Linked DNA regions of Mus musculus: regions 1, 2 and 4 are each linked to region 3. The links are chromatin contacts, called in public HiChIP or PLAC-seq, Micro-C and promoter capture Hi-C maps. All regions are on one chromosome and are shown on one strand. Each heading gives the region's core, a stretch centred on a gene start, on an enhancer-like site or on the middle of the called end of the contact. The rest is flanking DNA. Distances are from core to core; before and after follow the strand shown. Region 1 holds the start of Lpar1 (lysophosphatidic acid receptor 1). Region 2 has its middle 12 kb from the start of Gm22150. Region 3 holds the start of Tmem245 (transmembrane protein 245). Region 4 holds the start of Ecpas (Ecm29 proteasome adaptor and scaffold).

The links. Promoter capture Hi-C pulls out the DNA fragments that hold promoters and counts their contacts. A called contact is a pair of places that touch in the nucleus more often than the background predicts. HiChIP or PLAC-seq counts read pairs in DNA pulled down with a chosen protein or histone mark.
Region 1: a contact with region 3 is called in an H3K27ac HiChIP or PLAC-seq map of extraembryonic endoderm stem cells, with 8 times the contacts expected there. The contact joins the promoter of Lpar1 here to the promoter of Tmem245 in region 3. A contact is called at or near these places in 1 of 39 promoter capture datasets (liver) and 1 of 115 datasets of contacts at active chromatin or transcription factors (extraembryonic endoderm stem cells).
Region 2: a promoter capture Hi-C map of embryonic stem cells shows a contact between it and region 3, with 5 times the contacts expected there. The contact joins the enhancer-like site here to the promoter of Tmem245 in region 3. A contact is called at or near these places in 2 of 39 promoter capture datasets (both in embryonic stem cells), 2 of 484 Hi-C or Micro-C datasets (both in embryonic stem cells) and 5 of 115 datasets of contacts at active chromatin or transcription factors (all in embryonic stem cells).
Region 4: a contact with region 3 is called in a Micro-C map of embryonic stem cells, with 10 times the contacts expected there. The contact joins the promoter of Ecpas here to the promoter of Tmem245 in region 3. A contact is called at or near these places in 2 of 39 promoter capture datasets (both in liver), 1 of 484 Hi-C or Micro-C datasets (embryonic stem cells) and 1 of 115 datasets of contacts at active chromatin or transcription factors (astrocytes).

Annotation. Positions count from the first base shown.
Region 1 is chr4:58,551,819-58,554,669 of GRCm38.p6, reverse strand. Lpar1 (lysophosphatidic acid receptor 1) reads left to right here and starts at 1,377. Exons shown (of 4, transcript NM_172989.1): 1 at 1,377-1,536.
Region 2 is chr4:55,479,404-55,482,103 of GRCm38.p6, reverse strand. No RefSeq gene overlaps it. Among named protein-coding and RNA genes, the nearest start is that of Gm22150, 12 kb to the right of the region's middle. Within about 2 kb of position 1,438, at least 93 of the 459 cell types and tissues checked have an H3K27ac peak or open chromatin away from gene starts, as enhancers often do. A contact at or near this core is called in embryonic stem cells, where this site is marked.
Region 3 is chr4:56,945,968-56,948,698 of GRCm38.p6, reverse strand. Tmem245 (transmembrane protein 245) reads left to right here and starts at 1,270. Exons shown (of 18, transcript NM_001369260.1): 1 at 1,270-1,854. The coding sequence starts at 1,288.
Region 4 is chr4:58,911,438-58,914,137 of GRCm38.p6, reverse strand. It overlaps Ecpas (Ecm29 proteasome adaptor and scaffold), which reads left to right and starts at 1,389. Exons shown (of 49, transcript NM_172381.3): 1 at 1,389-1,662. The coding sequence starts at 1,641.

The DNA.
Region 1 (2,851 bases), core at 128-2,627, 1.6 Mb before region 3:
ACGAAGCAAGGGGTTGTCCATCCACTCCCTCGCTGCCTTTCATTTTCTGTCAGCTACGGTGCCGCCAGCCAGTCCTGCTTTTCTGTGGTACTACAACCCTAGATGTCCCTCAGGCTTTTACTCCCAGGCATCTGCTTTTGATGTGTGGAGGACTCCGCTGTGGGTTGAGGCAGAAAATTCTGATGACTCAACACACCCTGGGGGCCTGGAGTGTGAAGCAGGTGGGTGAAGACCGGCTGGAGAGTCCTCTCTCTCTGTCCGCATCTACTACTGAGTGATGGTAAGGCTTCTGAGATGGAAGTCTCCAGAAAATGATTCTTAGGTCCTGCCTCCGCCTACACTTCCAGGTGTGCCTTCCCTGCCCTTAATTGCCCTATGAAAAATCTTAGTTTGCCCTTGGAAAGTTACACTCCTAGCTGAAGAGAAATTTATAATCATAGCTCTAGGGACACAAAGGCACGCTCGCTTTGATTTGCAATTGCAAAGCCAACTATTGCTTTTCTATGGCCTGAAGTACAGGGCTGTGCTGGTTGAAACTTTGTGTGCTGCCTGAAAAAGTTTAGAAACTCAACTCGGAGGAGGCCATACACCAAGTTCTCTCTCCCCCCCCCCCCTTTCTTTTCTTGTTTTCCCCAGGCTCTGTGATGGTTTCCAGGGCTTTTCAAATGAGGAGGGGACAGCAACAAAGCATGCACCATGCAGGGCGTCCACCAAAGCTCTGCAAGAGGCCTGGCGCTGGGGTGAGCACAGGAGGGGCCAGGGGTGACGGAGGTGGGTGTGTCTGCTGTGGAGGGTCAAGGGAGCGCCGCGAAGGTACTGAATGAAAAGCTTAGGCTCCCCTCACCCCCACCCCCTCCCCGACCTGCAGCAGCGCGGGAAGTTCAGTGAATGACTGGGGGAGGGGACCACAGGAGGCAGAGTCGCTGTGGGTGCCACGCAGGTAAGGAGAGCAGAGCGGCTTGGGAGGAAAGGCGCTTTGGGGTGCGGGGAGTTTCTGACTTGTGCTCTGTGGATGTGGCAGAAAGCGCCAGAAGGAGGAGAGGTAAGGAGGCTGGCACCCGTGCCTCTTCTGCTGCCTGCCTGTTCCTTGAGCCCGGGAAGTTGGAACTGGGCGGCAGTAAAGCCCCGGGAGTTGTGACTCTTGTCCTCCAGCACAGTGCTGCCCTCCGTAGGCTCCGGGTTGTGCTGGGGTGAGGCTTGGGTTGGGTTGGCCCGGCGGCTGCGTGAACTGCGGAGCTGGACCTAGCAGGTAAAGACACGGCGGCCGGGTGTCCCTTGGCGCGGCGCGGGTGGCGACCGCCCCGCCTCCCATCGGCGCGATCGGCTCGCACTGTCCCACCACCCGCCGCTTTGTAGCCGTGCGCGTGAGCGCCTGAGTGCGCGCGCCCGCGGGCCCGGAGTGGGTGGGTGTGCGCGCGTGTGTGAGGCCGCCTGCAGGAGGCGAGGCTGCCCTGGCCTCCCGCACCAGCCGGTGGAACTCAGCCCGGGAGGGAAGTCGCCGCAGCCGCCCGGGCGGCCCTCCCGACCTTTGGCCAGGTCAGTGCGCCCCAGGGTCCGTCCAAGTGACACGTAGGTGGCCTCCTGTTGCTTACCTGGATCGGGTTGGGGACGCGAGAGGGCTGGCAAGGGGCTCCCCAAGTTTATTGGTGCCGCGTCCCCGACGACTTAGATGGCTCGGGTGTCCGCGCGTCCCGCGCTCAGTTCACTGCTCACCAGAGACTTTGTCGTCCCTTGAGTTTAAGGAATTTAAACTGAAGTTTCCTTGAAGCCGCCCTAGGCTTAGTCTGTACCTGGGAAATGCAAGGCGGGGAAAAACCTGATTTTGCTTGAATGGGTTGATCGGCTGTTTGCTCCTGTAGGGAGGGAGACTTTACTGTGAATGGTTTTAAACTTTAGGCTTGTTTTTCTTTGCTGCCATTTGGTCTTTGATGTGAGGCACCCAGGGCTTGTTGCTGCTTCCAGGCTGGGGCCCTAGACTGTCTCTTTTCTCAGTCCTTTCTTCCTCGTCTCCCGTTTTCTTTCTTCCTTTCGCCTGTGTTTCTTCTTCTTCTTCTTTTTTTTTTCTTTTTAGTTGAAATCTTCGGAGCTTTCCTTCCATGTGGGTTTCCAGCGAGTACTGGCTTGTGAAAAGTTTTACTCTTAAGCTATACCCATCGTCAGAGATACCTATTGCTAACTGCAACTAGAAGAAGGTAGCTAGTTATTAAAGCGGAATCCTCTATTCGTTTCGACAGAGCTGCGTGCTTATCCTTTTGTGTAAGTGTCTTTTGCTCACCTAACATGACTATGAAGTCAGAAGTCCGGGTTTCAAAGTCTTAGAAAATGGAAGAACATAGTCTCTTTCAGATGGAATGAATACCAAGGAAGAGGAATCAACATTACGCTTAAGGCCCCGTGCACCACAGCCAGCTGCATTAAAACACAGCTGTAATAGCATCTAGTTTTTGCCCTTGGTTCCTCCAGATGCAACATCATGAATAATAATCACCAGGGCTCTAATATTTTTTAAAATTCTATTTTATTTTTCCTTTTCTTTGGTCTTGAGTGTGAATTTGAGGGAAAAAATGTAGAAAGAGAGGGAAGCAGTTTGAGGCGGAAAGGCTGAGAAGGGTGACTTGCAGAACCACATCAGAGCCTCCTTGTACACAGCGTCCCCTAGCGGTGTACCCTGAACGGGTTCTGGGCTCCTGGGCTTGGTGTCCTCATCAGGAAAATGAATGGGTAGGATGATCTTTGCTGTTTCAGCCATCTTCCCTGTAACTGGGAACTAAGGGTGGGTGATTCCTCCATGAGAGACTAGTTGAAGTTGAAGAAGGAAAATGAAGAAAAATTAGTCTTGTGGGGAAATGGG
Region 2 (2,700 bases), core at 189-2,688, 1.5 Mb after region 3:
TGATCTGTATATTTGAAATCTCCCTTCTGCTGATCCTAGGCCTGTTTTTAATTCTTCCTTTGCTCTCCTTCTTCCTTTCTTCTTTCTGTGTTAGGAATTGAACTCAGGCCCTCGGGCGTGCTAGATATGTGCTCTCTTCACAGCCTAGCCCTTTTTTCTGAGAGATGCGCTTATATAGCCAAGGCTAACCTTGGACAGGATATATGTCTAGGGATATCCTTGAAATACTGAACCTCCTGGCGTCACCTCACCTATGCTGAGGAAAGAGATAAGCCACCCTCAGCTTGGACTGAACTTCACATCCTCTTTTATAACTGGAGTCTTTCAAGATAAATACTTTATCAAGATAAATCTGGCCTAACAGCTTTGGACTCCTCTCCCCCAAATCCATGATTTTTTTTTTTCGAGACGGGGTTTCTCTGTATAGCCCTGACTGTCCTGGAACTCACTCTGTAGACCAGGCTGGCCTCGAACTCAGAGATCTGCCTGCCTCTGCCTCCCAAGTGCTGGGATTAAAGGCGTGTGCCACCACTGCCCGGCGATTTTTTTTTTTCCTGTCACAAAATCAAAAGTGAGCTTGCTCACAGAACCATTTTGTGGATTTCTACCTATCATATCCTGTGTTCCCTGGTTAGCTGGTCTGGGTCGTTGTGTTAGGGCTGTTTAAGGTAAGCTTGCTTGCAAAAGTGTGATCGAAGCTTTAGGGACATCACAGAAAGGTGGGTATGATAGCCCACCCACATAGCCCTCTCTTGCTGAAGGGTGGCTAAGGGAGAGTGAACCAGCCTGGCCCATTAGTCCCCTGGGAAGCAGCCAATTGCAGGTCCCTCTAGACTCTGGCACTTCTCTGTAATCCTGCAACTCCACACACGTTTAGGGAATGCTACTGCAAGGCACAGAGGTGTGGGCAGGGCAGAGGCAAGGCGCCATTGTGTACCTACTTCAGCTGGCGGAGCCTTGTTTTTGCTGTCATGACAATATTGCATCATGGAATGGGAAAGGCCCTTCCCTGATCTAAGCCATTATTATGTGGGTCCTATTCTGGCCACAGACACCACGTGGGTAGTCAGGCCTCCGCTGTTATTTCAGCCTCAGGGGTGAAAACATCCGAACAGTGGAATCTTTTTTGTTCCTGGCTCCAGTCTCGGAATGTACAGACTTCGGATTCACGGACTTCTCCACGAATCATCATCACCCCAAATAGAGGGCTCCCAAAGCACCTCTATTTTTTCTGCGTCTGGCTCACAGCTGGGATTCTCCCCCGCCCCCCTCCCCCCCATCCTATCAGTTGTTCAAGAAAACTATGGGAATCCAGGCGACCGCTGACAGCACAGCACAGACGGATTGAGTGATGGTGAAAGGAAGGTAGTGGTGGGAGCAAAGCCCCCAGGACTCCAGGAGAAAGTCCACAGAGGCATCTGAGCCAGCATGGCCCGTCCCGCCTGCGCCCCTCGTGGTGCTCGCTGGAACTGCAGGCTGGTATCATGGGTGACTGTGATGTGGCTCTGTCGCTGGCTTTGATGGGGCCGAGCGGGCCTCTTCAGAGGAATGCAGACCTGTCTGCACCCGAAAACCAAAACCGTGTCCAAGGGGCGGGGCTGAACGGCTGGAAGAGAGGCCTCACCTCACCTGGGCGGACGCCGCTTCTGGAATGAGACCTGGCCGAGTGGGCGCGGGAGGTGGCTCCAGGCCCGGGGCCAGCACGCAGCTTTCCCACGTGTGCACAAGCGGGCCTCCTCAGAACAGGTCCTGGGAAGCGACCAAGAGGCCTCTGAGGACGCCAGCATGTGGCTTTCCCGTCTGTGTGCCTCGACCCTCATGAGGGCAGAGAGCCCTAATAGGATTTGAAGGTCCAGACCTGAGAGGTTTCGATTCTAGAACCCTTTCTCCCAAACTCTGGCAATCACACCCACTCTGGTCTCATATTACTAGCCAATAGGCATCCATGATTAATGAGGACTTGACATGTGCTTCTAATCTGTACTATATGTTGGAGATATAACATGGGTGAGGGGGGAGTGTGATTGTTTGTTTGCTTTTGGTAGCAGGTATATGGAACTAGGGGCTCACGCGTGGTAGGCAAGCACTCTACCAGTAGGCTATATCCCCGGTTTTTTTTCTTAATTAGATATATTAAGACATGGTCTCATTATGTTGCCCAGATTGGCTTTGAACTCATCCTCCTGTCTCTGTTTCCCTAATACAAAAAAAAGAGGGAGAGAGATTAGAGACTATTCAGCAAAGCTCAATTTTATTAGTATTTTTGTTTGTTTCCTGTATTAAGAAAACACAAGTTAATTTTACTCATTTCCCTTTTTTCTTTTTACAGTGTACACTCTGAATGTTGAAAATGGCACCCGGATTTCTATAGAAAGCCTTAGAGTTCTCCGTTCTCTCAAAAAGCATGTTATTGGCCCCAGAGCCTTTGAACTTAATCTTCTATCTACAATGCTTTCAGTTCAGCAGTCTTCTCTTCTTCCTTGCTATTCAAATCACAAAGTTCACATACCCAGCTCCTTCCCTCTTTCCTCGTACCATCCATCCGGTTAAGGCAGGCTTGGCAGGTGGCAACCCTCTCTGTGTTCCTCCCCCAGTTTTACACTATAAACCCCCTGAGAGCAAGATTTTAAGGTTCCTGTTGGCTGAGCTCCCCTTGGTCCCCATGGGAAACATTTGTTGAATGGATACAGAAAGGCTCCT
Region 3 (2,731 bases), core at 21-2,520:
CTAAATCTGTATGAGGCACAAAAGGTTAATAGTCACAGCACATTATGGTTCTCTAAGGAACTTTACATGTGAGTATAAGAAAAGTTCCCTAGAAATTCAGCCATGATTACAGAGTCTGTAACATTTCAGCTGCTGCTGTAACCCAGGTGTCATCCATTAGGAATCTAGGAAGTGAGGAAGGCAAGGCTTGCCTTGTGTGAATAGTATTCTACCCAGCTGGAGGAAGAGGTGGAGCTCAGAGGTAAATTAGCAGGGATGGGAGGAAATAGGGCATTTCTCCGCGGCCCTCAGAGAGAGAGTGGAAGGGCTTACACGCTTAGGAAGACATGTGTGAAGCTCGGTATATATACACCGTTTTAATATCGTTTTCCTGAAGTCAGTCTTCATGTTTGTATCTACCCGTGTTGAATTAAATGGGACAATCACACAGTTTACCACTGATCTACACCCATAGCCTTTCAATAGATACTATCAAAGGGCTCCTAACAGGATCCCCTGTTCAGTTCAGTTAGCATAGACAGAAAAACTACAGAATAAGCGTCCACAGTGTTAACCTGCTTCACCTACTTGGAAGCTGTACGAGGCCAGGTACTTAATTTCTCTGCGCCCCTTGTTTTCTACAAAACAAGACTAGTAGCATCTCTGTAGGGGTGTTCTAAAGATAAAATGAGTTGGTAGGAGCCAAGCACCTAGACCAGGCAATAGCTACTTAAAACCCTGTCATATACATAAGAGAACACTTTAAAACGTGTTTAAGAGTGTGTATTATTCTTCCAAAGGACCTGAGGTCTATTCCCAGCATCCAAATAAGGCTGTTCACAACCTCCTGTAACTCTGTCTGTGGGGATTAGACACTTCTGGCTTCTTTGGTCACCCACACATGTTACATACACACGATTAAAAATAAGTATTTATTAAATAAATCAGTTAAACTAAGTCTGTGCATCAGTGTTTTTAGACATACAGCTTGTGTTTTCCATCTCTGAGTCTCTTTTGAGATCCTGTCTCCGGAAAAGTTGACATCAATTAAAGTATCCGCCCCCGCTCCCAACCCCATTTTCTTGGACCCCCTCAAAACTTGTTACCTGGTCCCTGTGGGACCATTGGGCCCAAGGGCGGAGGCATTTGCGTTCAGCCTCTTGGGAGTTGTAGTTTCCTTAGGTTCTGGCGCATGCTCCACCGCACGCTGGGAACTACAAAACCCACAAATCCTCGCTGCACCGCCCTCCTCCGCCTCGCGTTCCTCCCCCGCTCGCAGCCCCGCCCCTCGGTCCAGGCAGAGGCGCGATGGCCGACCGCGGCGGCCCTGCTGAGGCGCCCAGCCCGCGGGGCTCTCCCCGGCCAGAGTCCCGGGCCCCGCGCACGGTCGGGCCGGGCGAGACCCCGCGTACCGCGGCGCTGGCGCTGCGCTTCGATAAGCCCATCAAGCAGGCTTTCTACAACACGGGCGCCGTGCTGTTCGTGTGCCTGTGCTGCGGCGCCGCGGTGCTCGTGTACTTCATCCTCGAGGCCTTCCTGCGGCCGCTGCTCTGGGCCGTGCTGTGCGGCACTTTCCTGCACCCGTTCAAGAGCTCGCTCACGCGCCTGGGCCGCCTGTGGCTGCGGCGCCTGCACCGCGCGCACACGCCCATCGTGCTGGCCGCGCTGCTGCTGCCGCTCTGCTTCGCCGACTACGGCGTGGAGGCGCTGGGCGAGCAGGCGCTGCGCCGCCGCCGCCTGTTGCTGCTGCTGGGAGCGGGCGGCCCGCTGCTCTATGGGCTCTACTGCCTGGGCAGCTACCTGGGCGTGCAGGTGCTGCTGGCGCACGCGGGCGCGCTCATCTGCCGCGGCCTCGACTACTTCAGCAGCCTGTGGGTGAGTGAGATGGGGGAGTGCGTGCGAGGTTGGCGGGACCCGGGACGCCGCGACAAGGCGGCCAAAGGTCCTCCAGTGAGCGCCTTCCCACGGCCGAGGGACTTGGCGCGCTTCCTTCCAGAGAGGCGGGTGTGATTTGAAACCCGCCCTCCGCTAGGGAAAAGGTCCTTTGGCTGAGTTCAGTTCTTTCACCCTAGTTTGTGTGTGACTCTGGGCGCTTTCGAGAACTGTATTACTTATGTGGGGGCCATTGCGACCCGGTCTACGTTAGCAATGGACTGCGTTAAAGGAGAGAGATACCAGGTGTCAATCGAGGAACTTCAGAATTGGAAGGAATCGCAAAGATAATCTTAGAGGCGAATTCCTGACTCAGACTACGTCGCAGGCTGGTTAGTTCACATATTTATCGGGCAAGGTTAAAGTGAAGTGGTTATTTAATGCTTAAGAATCTTAAGAATGTTGGTTGGTAAACTACCACAGGGGCTAAGAATGCAACGCTGGAATAGCGAGATCCTAGACAGCGCGAGATCTAGCGTGTATACACCCCATACTATTTCACCTTTATTCACTTTGTTACTGAAAAAGTGAATATGCCCTGAGATTATTAACGTTACAAAGTAATTGCCTTTCTTTGCTAGAGCAGGTTTAAACTTGCCAAAGGTAGATTGCTAATTGGTCCCAGGATCATGAGGTCATCTCTTGGTTCTTGTTTAAAGTTGATTGAAGACATTGTCAGGTACTTTTCTTCGGGGTGTATAGGAGTACTTTTGCGGGGGTGGTGGTGCTGGGGGTGTCATGTGTGCTACTGAGTTGTACCTTCAGCCTCATAAATTAGCATATCCTAATGGAACAGACATACACAGAGGTAAGTGTACAC
Region 4 (2,700 bases), core at 140-2,639, 2.0 Mb before region 3:
TACATATACTATTAAGTCATTAACAAATGGTAATGTAGTTCTTCCAATTAATAGTGAAAGTGTTTGTGGGGGTTGAAAACATTTACCCAGAACCTGGACTCCACCTGTGTTTGCTTTTCTGTCACTGTGACAAGTTTATGACCATTTAAAATGAGTAAAAAAACAAAACTGTATTTGGCTCACAGTTTCAGAGGTGTGGTACATGGTCACTTGGTTCCATTGCTGTGGACTTGAGGTGGGGCTGGACACGTGGCAGGGTGTGTGTGATGAAATAAAGCAGCCCCTCTCACGGCAAACACGAAGCAGACAGCAATGACAGGAAGAGGCCATTGCAACACAGTCCCTAAGAACACACCTCCAGTGATATACTTCCTTCAGTTAGCCCCACCTCCTGCTTTTCCATGGGCAATGGAGCTGTGCAATCAGTATTAACCTCTGATTAGGCCAGACTCTCAGGATCTAATTATTGTCCCAAAGTCCAGCATTAGGCAAAACAAGCAGCAGGGAAGGAGTGTGTGTGTGTGTGTGTGTGTGTGTGTGTGAGAGAGAGAGAGAGAGAGAGAGAGAGAAAGAGAGAAAGAGAGAGAGAGACCATATCCAAGTTTTATCACTATGAACCAAACTGAACCTGGGGCTATACATGTGTGCAGAACTAGGTCTTGAAGCATCAACAAATTCTACATTTAATAATTTTTCTCTTGGGTGTGAGATGGGTGAGGTAGCTGAACTAGGAGGAAGGACTCTTATTTTTATGATAATGACAAAGATAATGTAACTTTCTTTGTAAATGTAAAATTAATACAGGAAGTAACATGGTCAGTGTTTGTTGCTATCTCGTACTTGCCTAAGTTACATTGGGAGCCGCATGTATTCAAATTTCAAGGCATTATCTAGGGCCCTAGGGATTCCATTTTGCGGGAATATATGCAACTTCAGTTCATTTAGGGTCTCGATTATTTTCTTTTCCTCTAAAAATGTCTTTGATCTGGCACCTAATTTCTTTCTTTTTTTTTTTTTTTTGGTTGTTCTTATAGTAACCATATAAGCCCTTGATTTGAATTCCATTTTGCAGCTGTACACGACCTCATGGACCAACGAGAGGCTTAAAGTTAAAAGTTGGGATTGCCACTAAACTCGGGTTAAGAAGAAGGACTCTAAAGCACGTCTTGGTAGCTCAAATATCGTGGTTTCCGGCCCTTCCCTGGCTCGCAGCTCGCTCGGGAGGCTAACGTTAGGGGAGCATCCCCCAGGGTGAGCCCTCGGTGCAGGTCCCTCTGGGCTTTAACTTCGGGGCTGCTCGGAGGCCCGGCCTGAGTCAGCGCGGCGGCCGAGAAGTTGGGCGCGAGGCGCAGGGCGGGGCTTCCTCCTCTTCCTCCTCCTCCTCCTCCGATTCGAGCCCCGCTCTACTTTTCCGAGTCCGCGTCTCTTCCTCCGTCCGGGCGCGTGTTCCTCCAGCTCCGACCAGGCGGACGTGACAGCCGCAGACCTTTAACGCCACAGCCCGGGGCGGGGAAGCTCTCCGCGGCAGCCAGGACAGCCCGGCTCCGCTCGGCCGCACGCAGGCTCCTCCGGAGCGGCCGCGCGTCTCCTCGGGCCCGGCCCGTCCTCCACCTCGCTGGGTCGCCGCAGCATCCCGGGCTATGGAGACCGGCTCCGACTCAGGTCAGAGGCCGCGTGCTTGCGTGCGGCTGAGGGAATGAGGCTCAGGTCCAGGGGTTGGCCCGCCGCGTCTGCGTCTCCCGCTCCGCGCCGGGGAAGCTTGGCGGCGGCAGGTGGGCAGGACGCGGCGCGAGCGAGGCAGCGAGGGCGGGCGAGCGGGCGCGCGAGGGGCCGGCGGAGGCGGAGGGGGAGGGGGGAGGATGGCTCAGCTCTTTCTAAATATAAGAGCCGGCGTGAGGCTAGCAAGCCGGGCGCCGAGCCGAAGAGCCGCCGCGCGGTCACTCGGCCGCACGGGCGGCAGCGGCTCCTCCGAGGCGCGAGGCTGAGAGGGAGCTCCCGAGTCGCGAGCTCGCGAGGCGCGGCGAGAGCGACGCTCGCAGCGCAGAGGACGCAGGCAGCGGGCGGGCCTCGAGGGCGCAGCGCGGCCCGCGTGAGAGACCCGAGGCGGCTCCGGGCCCCTGCGGCACGGCGCGGCGCGGCGCGGCACCGCACGGCACGGCACGGCGACGGCCGCGAGCCCCCCTCGCCGGCCGCCCGCCCGCCCCTCCCTCGCTCGCTCCCGGGCGCAACATGGCTGCGGCCGCCGCCTCCGCCTCCCAGGACGAGCTGAGTAAGTGCGGCGCGGAGCCTGCAGCTGGGAGCGGGATTTAACTCCACGCAGGACCGGGGCTGGGCCCGGCCAGACACGGGAGGCTGGGGGGGCGCGGGGCCGGGCAAGTGGGTGTGCGGTGGTCTCGGCACGGGGCTCCGGGGCTCAGGCCTGGCGGGAGGGCGGGCGAACAGGCGCGGGCCGCCGCCGCGGGCGCTCGTAGGCCGCAGGTTTGCAATGTCACGTCGTGAAATTGAAACCAGAGCCCCGGGCTTAGCTACCCCTGCTCGAAATCTGCTTCGGCCCGGGCTTTGGGGGGATCCCGGGCCCCTGGCTTGCTACCGGAGCTGGCGCGCGGCCTGTCGCCCCCAGGTCGGACTGTGTCCACCCGTCCGTTCCGTCAGACCCCCCGCATGTCCCTTGATTCTGACTGACGGGCGAATTCTGGACGT